Linked DNA regions of Mus musculus: regions 2 and 3 are each linked to region 1. A link is a contact called in public promoter capture Hi-C data. All regions are on one chromosome and are shown on one strand. The core of a region is the stretch at or near the end of the contact, and the rest is flanking DNA. Distances in the headings are between cores, read along the strand shown. Region 1 overlaps Chek2 (checkpoint kinase 2). Region 2 overlaps Pitpnb (phosphatidylinositol transfer protein, beta). Region 3 overlaps Ttc28 (tetratricopeptide repeat domain 28).

What was found. Capture Hi-C pulls out chosen DNA fragments and counts their contacts.
Region 2: a promoter capture Hi-C map of adipose tissue shows a contact between it and region 1. The contact joins two enhancer-like sites. A contact is called at or near these places in 1 of 115 datasets of contacts at active chromatin or transcription factors (large pre-B cells) and 1 of 9 other capture datasets (adipose tissue).
Region 3: a promoter capture Hi-C map of adipose tissue shows a contact between it and region 1. The contact joins two enhancer-like sites. A contact is called at or near these places in 3 of 115 datasets of contacts at active chromatin or transcription factors (astrocytes, embryonic stem cells and stem cell-derived neural progenitor cells) and 1 of 9 other capture datasets (adipose tissue).

Annotation. Positions count from the first base shown.
Region 1 is chr5:110,868,179-110,871,009 of GRCm38.p6, forward strand. The region is part of intron 13 of Chek2 (checkpoint kinase 2); the gene reads left to right. Among named protein-coding and RNA genes, the nearest start is that of Ttc28, 10 kb to the right of the region's middle. Within about 2 kb of position 1,398, at least 70 of the 459 cell types and tissues checked have an H3K27ac peak or open chromatin away from gene starts, as enhancers often do. A contact at or near this core is called in adipose tissue, where this site is marked.
Region 2 is chr5:111,377,407-111,380,237 of GRCm38.p6, forward strand. It overlaps Pitpnb (phosphatidylinositol transfer protein, beta), which reads left to right. Exons shown (of 12, transcript NM_019640.5): 9 at 2,786-2,831. Among named protein-coding and RNA genes, the nearest start is that of Gm36027, 23 kb to the left of the region's middle. Within about 2 kb of position 1,360, at least 29 of the 459 cell types and tissues checked have an H3K27ac peak or open chromatin away from gene starts, as enhancers often do. A contact at or near this core is called in adipose tissue, where this site is marked.
Region 3 is chr5:111,127,807-111,130,637 of GRCm38.p6, forward strand. All of the region lies in intron 5 of Ttc28 (tetratricopeptide repeat domain 28), which reads left to right. Among named protein-coding and RNA genes, the nearest start is that of Gm35628, 110 kb to the right of the region's middle. Within about 2 kb of position 1,410, at least 25 of the 459 cell types and tissues checked have an H3K27ac peak or open chromatin away from gene starts, as enhancers often do. A contact at or near this core is called in adipose tissue, where this site is marked.

The sequences.
Region 1 (2,831 bases), core at 148-2,647:
CTTTGGGTTCATTATGTAAGTGTTTTCAATCAGGGTGTAGGTAAAGTGTATGTGCAATTGTTTTTAATCAGTACACACTCGCGTGTGGCAGAGGGAGAGAGGGGAGGGAGAGATGGGGGGCGGGAAATGGGAGAAGAGAGGGTAAATGAATATGTGTGTGTGTTGGGTGTCAGCTCTTTCCATGCAACTGTTGGCGTACTTCATGCTGGGTTCTGGTTCCATTTGCCCTGAGATTGCAGTGTGGCTGAAATTCCTCTGAGAGCTTTGTCTTCCTCAACTGCCAGCTGTCTCCCTTTTCTACCCCTCCTCTGCCTGGTGGATCAGACTGTGCTATGGTCCAGACATTTTTTTTTTTTTTTTTACTTTTAATCAAAAAACTGGGGCAGGTCCAGGAAGGCAGTGTCCCTGAGGGAACCCAGCCACTTCCTGAGCCATGTTTTAAAGGATGCCAGTCTTGTTCCCGGTGAACAAGCATGTCACCTGCACCCTTTGAGTGTGCATGACATCTCTGTTCACATGTCCCTGTTGCTTTGAGAGTTTTGTGCCAGGCTCACTCAAAGCCTGCTGCCAGTGTAAGAGCGTCTGTAACTCTGGGAGATTAATCGTTGGCTTGGAATTAATCAGCGAGAGCATCCTGCAGCTTCTCTTGTAGATGTCTGATTGTATTCTTCATCTTGGCTACACTTTCCTGTGAACATCCTTAGGCCTCTGTTTCCTGTGGGGCTGGGTGACATCACTAGGTGGCTGGAGCTTCCCCCCCCCAACTCCCCATCCCCCATCTGTGGTTCTCAGTTCTGGGAACACCTTGAAAAATCCCTGCTGTCCTTATGGGACTCTGGAAGATTGTCCCCTTTCTGTCTTGCAACCATCCACACCTAAGTTTTGGTCTGACTAGTTTAGGTAGAGAACGAGAAATCCTTAAAAGAAGGAGGGCAGCTGGACCTGAGGGGGATGTCTCCTCACCAGGTCCAGCACAAGATCTGATGGCCCAAGTTTCATCCCCAGACTCCACAAACTCCTGAAAGTTATCCTCTGATTCTACACACACACACATAAGATAAGTGAAAAATGCAATAAAATATTTTTTAAAAGGCGGAGGGTGAGGAGTGGTGGGGGGAAAGGGACAGATCTATGTGTTTGGGTTGTTGCCCTGGAAACACGATTCTCCTCGCAGAAGAAATCTGTCAGGTGACTTAATGTTTACTCGACCACACAGATCTGAAAGCAGCAAGGGCCTTAGAGACAAGGAGCCTGGAAACAAAGGTGTCTTTGCGGGTGGGGGTTTAACTCTGATGAAAAGAGAAGCCCTCCCTTTGGCTCTTTTCACATGCCTTAATAGGGCAGCTTCTGGAATCCAAACGGAGGCAGACACACTGCGTTGGCTTTCTGTGTTAGCTTTGGAAAAAAAAAAGCACGGGCTGGCCAGTTAGGCCTAGCAACAGGGTTTGTGTTTGCCTAAGATGCATGAGTCAGTGCAGCCCATTTTGCTTGAACTTCTTTTTTTTTTTTTTTTTTTTTTCCAAGACAGGGTTTCTCTGTGTAGCCCTGGCTGTCCTGGAACTCACTCTGTAGACCAGGCTGGCCTCGAACTCAAATCCGCCTGCCTCTGCCTCCCAAGTGCTGGGATTAAATGAGTGCGCCACCACCGCCCGGCTTGCTTGAACTTCTTGTCTCGGAAAAAAAAAAAAAAAAAATTCTGTTATTCACAAGTAATTAAAGCTGAAGCTCAGCTCTCCTTCGCTTTTGATAAAATAGAAGAATCCTTCCTGCTTGCTTTTGAGGGACGTTGTAACTTAATAGTTTTGGGTGTGATGTCTCCTAGGTTTACAGAAACCTTGCTGCTTGCTCTCATGTTGAGATGCTTTTCTCATGTTCCTGTTGACCTGTTGCTTCTGAAAGCGTGCAGATGGATGCTTGTGAATGCGATGCAGATGGATACTCGTGAATACGATGCAGATAGGTGCTCGTGAATATGATGCAGAGATAGATGCCACAGGCCATGAATGGCCCTACCAGATAGTGTCCAGAAGAAGGACGTTTGTGCTTATTAGCTTTCTGTTAGCTGTTACACACCTAGAGAAATCAACTTAGAAAGAGAAAAGGGTTGTTTTGTTTACTTTTATGGGGGAGGTCAGTCCAGGATTGATGTGAGAAAACAGAGGAAGAGGCTCCGGGGAGTCAGCTCAATGGATAAAGTATTTGTCTCACAAATATGAGGAGCTGAGAGATTGGGGGCGCAGACTCCCCTGCAGCTCACAAGCCAGTTAGCTTGACTGTACACGGTGGTGAGCAACAAGAGACTCAAACGAGATGGAAGTCGAGGACCAATACCCAAGGTTGATCTCTGACCTCTACATGCATGCTACAGCATGCTGGGGAGACCTGAGAGGATTTGTTTTATTTTTAATTGTGTGTGTGTTGTGTGTGTGTTCTTGTGTGCATGCGTACATATATCAGTGCGCACCCACTTTGTTTTATTCACACATTCATCTCTTCAGAGCACCGTTCAGGTTTGAAACGCTGCTAGGCCCATGATATACAGAGCAGAGCAATACACATGAGTGTAGTATATGAGCTTGGTGCCATCCAGACAGGCGTTCTGTGAGCCACTCAAGAGTAACCAGTAAGACAAGGAAGTAGGTGCTGGCTCCCACAAAATCTCTCGTGTTGGAAGCCTTTTATCTTTGATGCCATGAGAGAGGTAGAAAAATAGAGAGAGAAAGTGCATGGGGTGCTAAGTTGACAAAGTGTAAATGGGAACGGTTTCAGACACACAAAAACTCACCTCCCTCTGCCTCCTGGCTACTATGATTGAGGTGTGTGCAGTCTTT
Region 2 (2,831 bases), core at 110-2,609, 510 kb after region 1:
TCTTTCTTTCTTCTTTCTTTTAAATTAGGGGCTAAAGAGACAGCTTAGCAGGTAAATTCACTGTTTTTTTCAGAGGACCTGGGTTTGGTTCCCGGCATCTACATGTTGTCTCATGACCAGTTCCAGGGGATCTGATGCCCTCTTCTGACCTCTGCAAGCACCAGGCATACATGTGGTGCACATGTATACATGTAGGCACAACATTCATGCATACATGCAGGCACTTGAATGCACATGTGTATGCACGCCAGAGCATGCATCAGGGTCAGAGGACAGCTTGCAGGAGTTGGTTCTCTCCTTTCATGTGGTACCAAGAGGTTGAACTGAGGCAGTGAGGCCTGGCAGCAGGCACTTTACTTACTGGCCATCCCACCAACCCAAAGTCTATAGCTTGGATTACAGGATGATTCTTTATCAGTCACCTTTAAACAGGAATGACTTGTGAAATGCCATGCACACGTTAGCTACCGCAGAAAGACACGTAGAAACGACACCTAAAGTGCCATGCACACGTTAGCTACTGCAGGAAGACACGTAGCTTGTGTGTGACTCCAGTGACACGCTGACACCTCCAGAAGACAACTGGGAAGTCAAGGCAGCAGGCCGGTGTCTACTTGAGCAGAGTTTAGTTGGGTTGCATATTCTTCCCTCAAAGGGTTGGTTGTTTTTTTTTTTTTTTTTAATAACTGCTTGTAAGTTGGATGGAAAACGAAGAAGATCGAAAATAAATAAACATGAGGTGATTGATTCTAGAACTAGGATTTTTTTTTTGGCCCATTTAATTTTTAAAATAATTCTTATAGCCAAGTGCAAACTCTATAAATTGCTGTGTTAATTGGCTTTAGTAGCTTGCCAGCATCACTGGGAAGCCTGGCTCACTGTGGAGTCCCTGTGTGCTAGAGTCCAGCCTGTGGAGGGCGCTTATGTTACATTTGGCTCACTCCTTTAATTAGAACTGAGTCTCCTCTCAATTTGGGGAGAAGGCTGACGGGCACACAGGTAAACTTTTGTAGGGAATGCTGTGTGCAACTCTTAGGGTTCGAAATGAAGTTGTTTGTGGCTTGTAGTACCCAGGACTTGTCCCAGCTGGAAGTTGCTTAGGGCTATCAGTGTTACTGGGGGTGGTGGCTGAGCTGTAGAAACTGTAGCCTGAGGGTGTGGACAGGGGTTTCACAGGCATTGAATGGGAAGGGCATGTTTGCTTTACCATCTGTAGCTTTGGAGCTAAGCTTGCTCAGTCCTGGTTCACCTCGGTGGACTCTAATAGTTTAGCTCTTCCTGTTCACACAGAGGAGTGAAGCCAGCAGAAGAAGGGTTCTGTACAGTAGGAGCCACAGCTGGATGCCATGTGCCTGACCTAGTGCCAGCTCGACCTGACTGACCCTGGAGCCATGTTCTCATTCTCAGCAGCACTCACTGGGCTAAAGGTCCCAGCGTGGGTTCCTTGCATATTGAAGAACTGTTCTGTGGGAGGCTCACCTTACCATCCTTTCTGCAGAACTGGGTTTTCTGAGGCAAGCTGACTGACCTCATCCCAGCTTAGAGCCAGGCCTGCAGTCAAGGAGAAGGAGGCTTGTGCCAGTTTAGCTGGTCTGCTAGAAATGAAGATACTCCCGAGAGACACTTGGGTCTATCTCGTTCTGACTTGAGATTGTTTAAACATTGGACTCAAAGCAGCGTAGATTTCCCCAGGACTCTTAGTGCTGGGAGAAGGAGAATGTGCTTGTCAGAGGGGAAGCTGTGTTGTCTTCCAGAAAGAGACTCCACAATAACAATGAATGTTTCATAGGATAAAACTGAGCCCTGACAACGGTGGGTCAGTTGGGGGCGGTACCCATCCTGCCAGGGCTTACGTACATAACCTTGGCCCTCTGTTTAAACTTCAGTCTCACTTTAGGGCCCCAAAGGTGAATTTGAGGGGCTTTCCACATATTTTTGTCCCTCTCGAAGTGTGACTACGTTGAGTAAACCTCCTTTTTCTCTTCTCACTATTAAACTGGCTCCTGTTATTGGGTGATTGAACTCAGGTGGCCAGACCTGACCTGACTTAGCTTTGTGACCCTCCATGTCTGATAGCAGCAGTGTGTTCTGCTGCATGACAGATGAATGGCTCCACCAAAGGCAGCAATGTTATTCTGTTGTTGCAAATACACGTGTGTATGTGCACACACGTAAGTCACAGTTGCTTATGTGGGTGGTAGAGCAGCTGGATACTCAGGTGCTGGTCTCATCACCCTCTCCACCTTTCCATGAGTGCGTGTTACTGGTCAGGAAGCCCCGCTCTGGGGTGCTCTTGTTCAAGGGTACAGCTGAAACCCCGCCCCACCACCCCGCCCCACTACACAGCCTGAGTGAGGACCGTTGCTCACAACATCCTCATTTATCCAAACAAGGCTTGACTTTCCATCCACATCATCTGAGTGAATGCCAGTGTGTGGCAGGCACTCTGGGAACTGAAGCTGCATGTACAGGCCATGCTGTGAGCAGTGTGCATTTGCATCCCCGCCTGTGGCCTTCTGCTGTTATGAACTGCTGCTGCATTGGAGATATTTGGAAACACAGAAATGGTGGAAGGTCATGAGCAGATCCCCAAGGGGAGTTAGGGAACACAGCCTCCCTGTTTAGGCTCACTGTGTTAAGAGCTTCCTGTATAGTGACAGCAGCTGACCTCACAGTTGGATGGCAGAGAGAAGCAATGCTCTCAGTCCATGGTGGTGTTCCATAACAGTCTGTTTCAGTCAAAACCTAAACACTGACGTCACAATGTTTCAATTTTCTCATCTAGAAGGAGCTGGCAAACACCCCTGACTGTCCTAGGATGTGTGCCTATA
Region 3 (2,831 bases), core at 160-2,659, 260 kb after region 1:
AGGAAGCGGGTGGGGAGAGGAATGTCGCTATCTCTTTTATGATTAGCATACCTTTACAAAGGCCACATTCCCAAGCCTGGGCCTAAAGGCCTAGAATTCTGTTTTTACGTTGTTATACTTTCAAGACCACTGAAATAGTTGGGCATGATGGCCACGCCTATAATGTTAGTACTCTGGAGGCTGAGGCAAGGGAATTTGACAGTAGCCTGGGCTACATAGAAAATTCCAGGCTAGCCTGAGCTGCATAGCAAGACCTGTTACAAAGAGAAAAACAATCTTATGAAAATACCTTTCTACTACCTGAAGAATAACAACCATACCGTGGGATGTGGCTTGTGAGACTGTAGGAGCTGAGCTTGTCAGTGAGCCAGGGCAGATGACTGCCAGGCACCGTCCTCACTGCAACTCCTCACAGCACTGGGCCCCTCCGTTGATCGAGCTAGTGGTCTGCATCCTACTAGAATGCCATCCTGTCATGACAGCTTTTGTGTCCTTAGGCCTATACTGTGTCCCTCGCAATTACTACATAGCTTTGCACACAGTAGGGGCTCAAGAACTATGACTTGACAGAGGTGATTGTCACTGGGAAAAATGAACAGTCTGAATAAGCCTAGGCCGGTAAGGCAGGTGCAGTCACCCCCTCTCCTCCGTGGCCATGAGGGGCTCAGAGGATCCAGCAGGATGGGAGGCCCCTGCAAAGTCCTCTGTGAGAAAGCAGAGAAGAGTCATCGTGATCGTGCACAGTAAACATGGTTGTGCACATTTCCTGAGCAAGGAGGAAATAGATTAGAAAACAAGGTTCCTGAAATAGGAGCAGGCTATGGTGGAGGAGGAAGAGAAGGAGGCTTCACCCTCTTGGAATTGCAGCTAGGGTGACTTGAGCAGGCAAGGCAGCCCTGTGTTGTGGCCTGATGGTGGCCCTTGTCTTGAACCTAGGAACCCTAGGCAGGGCTCCGAGTCCCGGTGAACAAGTCAGGCCGGGGCAGAGTCCTTTCTGGGCACTGTCTTTCAGGCTTGAGGGCGTTTCTATTATGTTATTTGGTTTTCGGGTTTGGGGAAGCTTTTCCTTTTATTTACTAAGTCCATCAGGGTAAAAATGCATTCTTCCTTTGTCTTTTAGAAATAATAGAAAGGCCAGGTTGAAGATACCGAACTATCACGATAATTCTAGTTCTCTTCACAAAGAAATGGATTTTTTTTTCTCTCCCAGATTTCAGGTTTCTTTCTGTCATAAACTTATCAGGAAGAATGAAAGAAAGACATTTGCCCCAGCTCCTCTCTGTGTAGGGAAGACACACTCCTGTTCCATTAGCGAAGAAGCTGCACAGTAACTCCCTAAAGAATGACTACTAAGTGTGTCCCCTGAGACACAGCCTGGTCTCCAGGACAGAACCACGGAGGCTGGCTTCCTCTGCTTCTGTGTTTGCTTTGTTAAAGCCTCATGTTTGGTCCCCAGACAAAGCACAGGCTCTCTGAGTTCCTGGAGAATGTACGTCTCCCACCCCTGCTCCTGCCTTTTCTCTGAAGTGGCCGCACAGAGAACCTGCCTCCACCGAAACGGCAGAATTGTGAAGACATTTTCCCTGATAAATGCGTAGACAGTGGATCTGAAACGAGTGGCAGGAGCCTCGGGAGTGAAAGGTCCGGGCTTCGAACAACTTTCTGTCTCTGCCCCCAGCGTCTCCTTCTGCCCTTTCCTCTCTTTGCAGTTTTCCCTGAGAGAAATCATGTGACCATGCCGCCACAGTTCTGAGTGCCAAATAGCTAAGTGTCTTCAAAATGCAGCGTAACACTTTTAAAGGCAAATAGTGAGGCTGTTTCATTGGGCATTCCCACGACTGCTCTTCTCAGTGGGTTCTAGACATCACACATAAATGTGACTGGCTGCTCCTTCTTTCCCCACAAAAGTCATATGAAACCCTTTGAGTGGCCTTCCATGTTTGATGCTCTGTCCATCGAACACACAGCACATTGTTTTTTGTTTTTGTTTTTGTTTTTTGTTTTTTCCGAGACAGGGTTTCTCTGTGTAGCCCTGGCTGTCCTGGAACTCACTTTGTAGACCAGGCTGGCCTCGAACTCAGAAATCCGCCTGCCTCTGCCTCCCAAGTGCTGGGATTTTTATTTTCTTAGAAATGTGATAGGATTTGCTTTGAGGATATCTGTAACAGTCTATGCTAGCTTTTTTTTTTTTTAAATAGTGTTTATATTTTATAGACACAGTCGTTTCTTGTAGTTTTGTGCCATACCTAGGTATTTTCTGAACTGACATCAATTACCATATTGTCAGTATTCCAAGTCCAAGATGAAAATTACAAAATGTTAATTTGACATCATTATTGCAGCTGCTGTCAAATTGTCCCTTTATGGTTTAGTAACACTGTTTTCCCCTTTGCACACACAGTTTGCTCTTGCATCTTCAAAGTTGTAAGTGCATCCCACCGATTGGTTGACCGACTTCTTGAGCGGGTGAGCTCCTGTTGGAAGCCTTGCTTTATGGCGCTGTCCCAGTGAGAAGCCGCTTTTCTGGCATTCGCCAGCTTCGGGTCACATGCAACTACTTCTCTTCCTGCCGTCTCTGCTGGGAGTTTGTGAAGTTGTTTATTCTGTTACAGCTTGTTTGACTTTCACATAGGCCTTATAGTCTAATACAATTGAGAAAAAGAGAAAATTTATGACCTTGTCCCTGCTCCAGCCTGTGCATTCTTATCCTCTGGATGGTTCTTTGGTTTCCGCTGGTAGTGAGGAAGGGCACAGGACTAACTCCCGACCATTGAGGTCCCTTGTCCTTGTTTCAGGAGCTCCTTGGCTCGACCCGAGCACCTTCAGCCTTT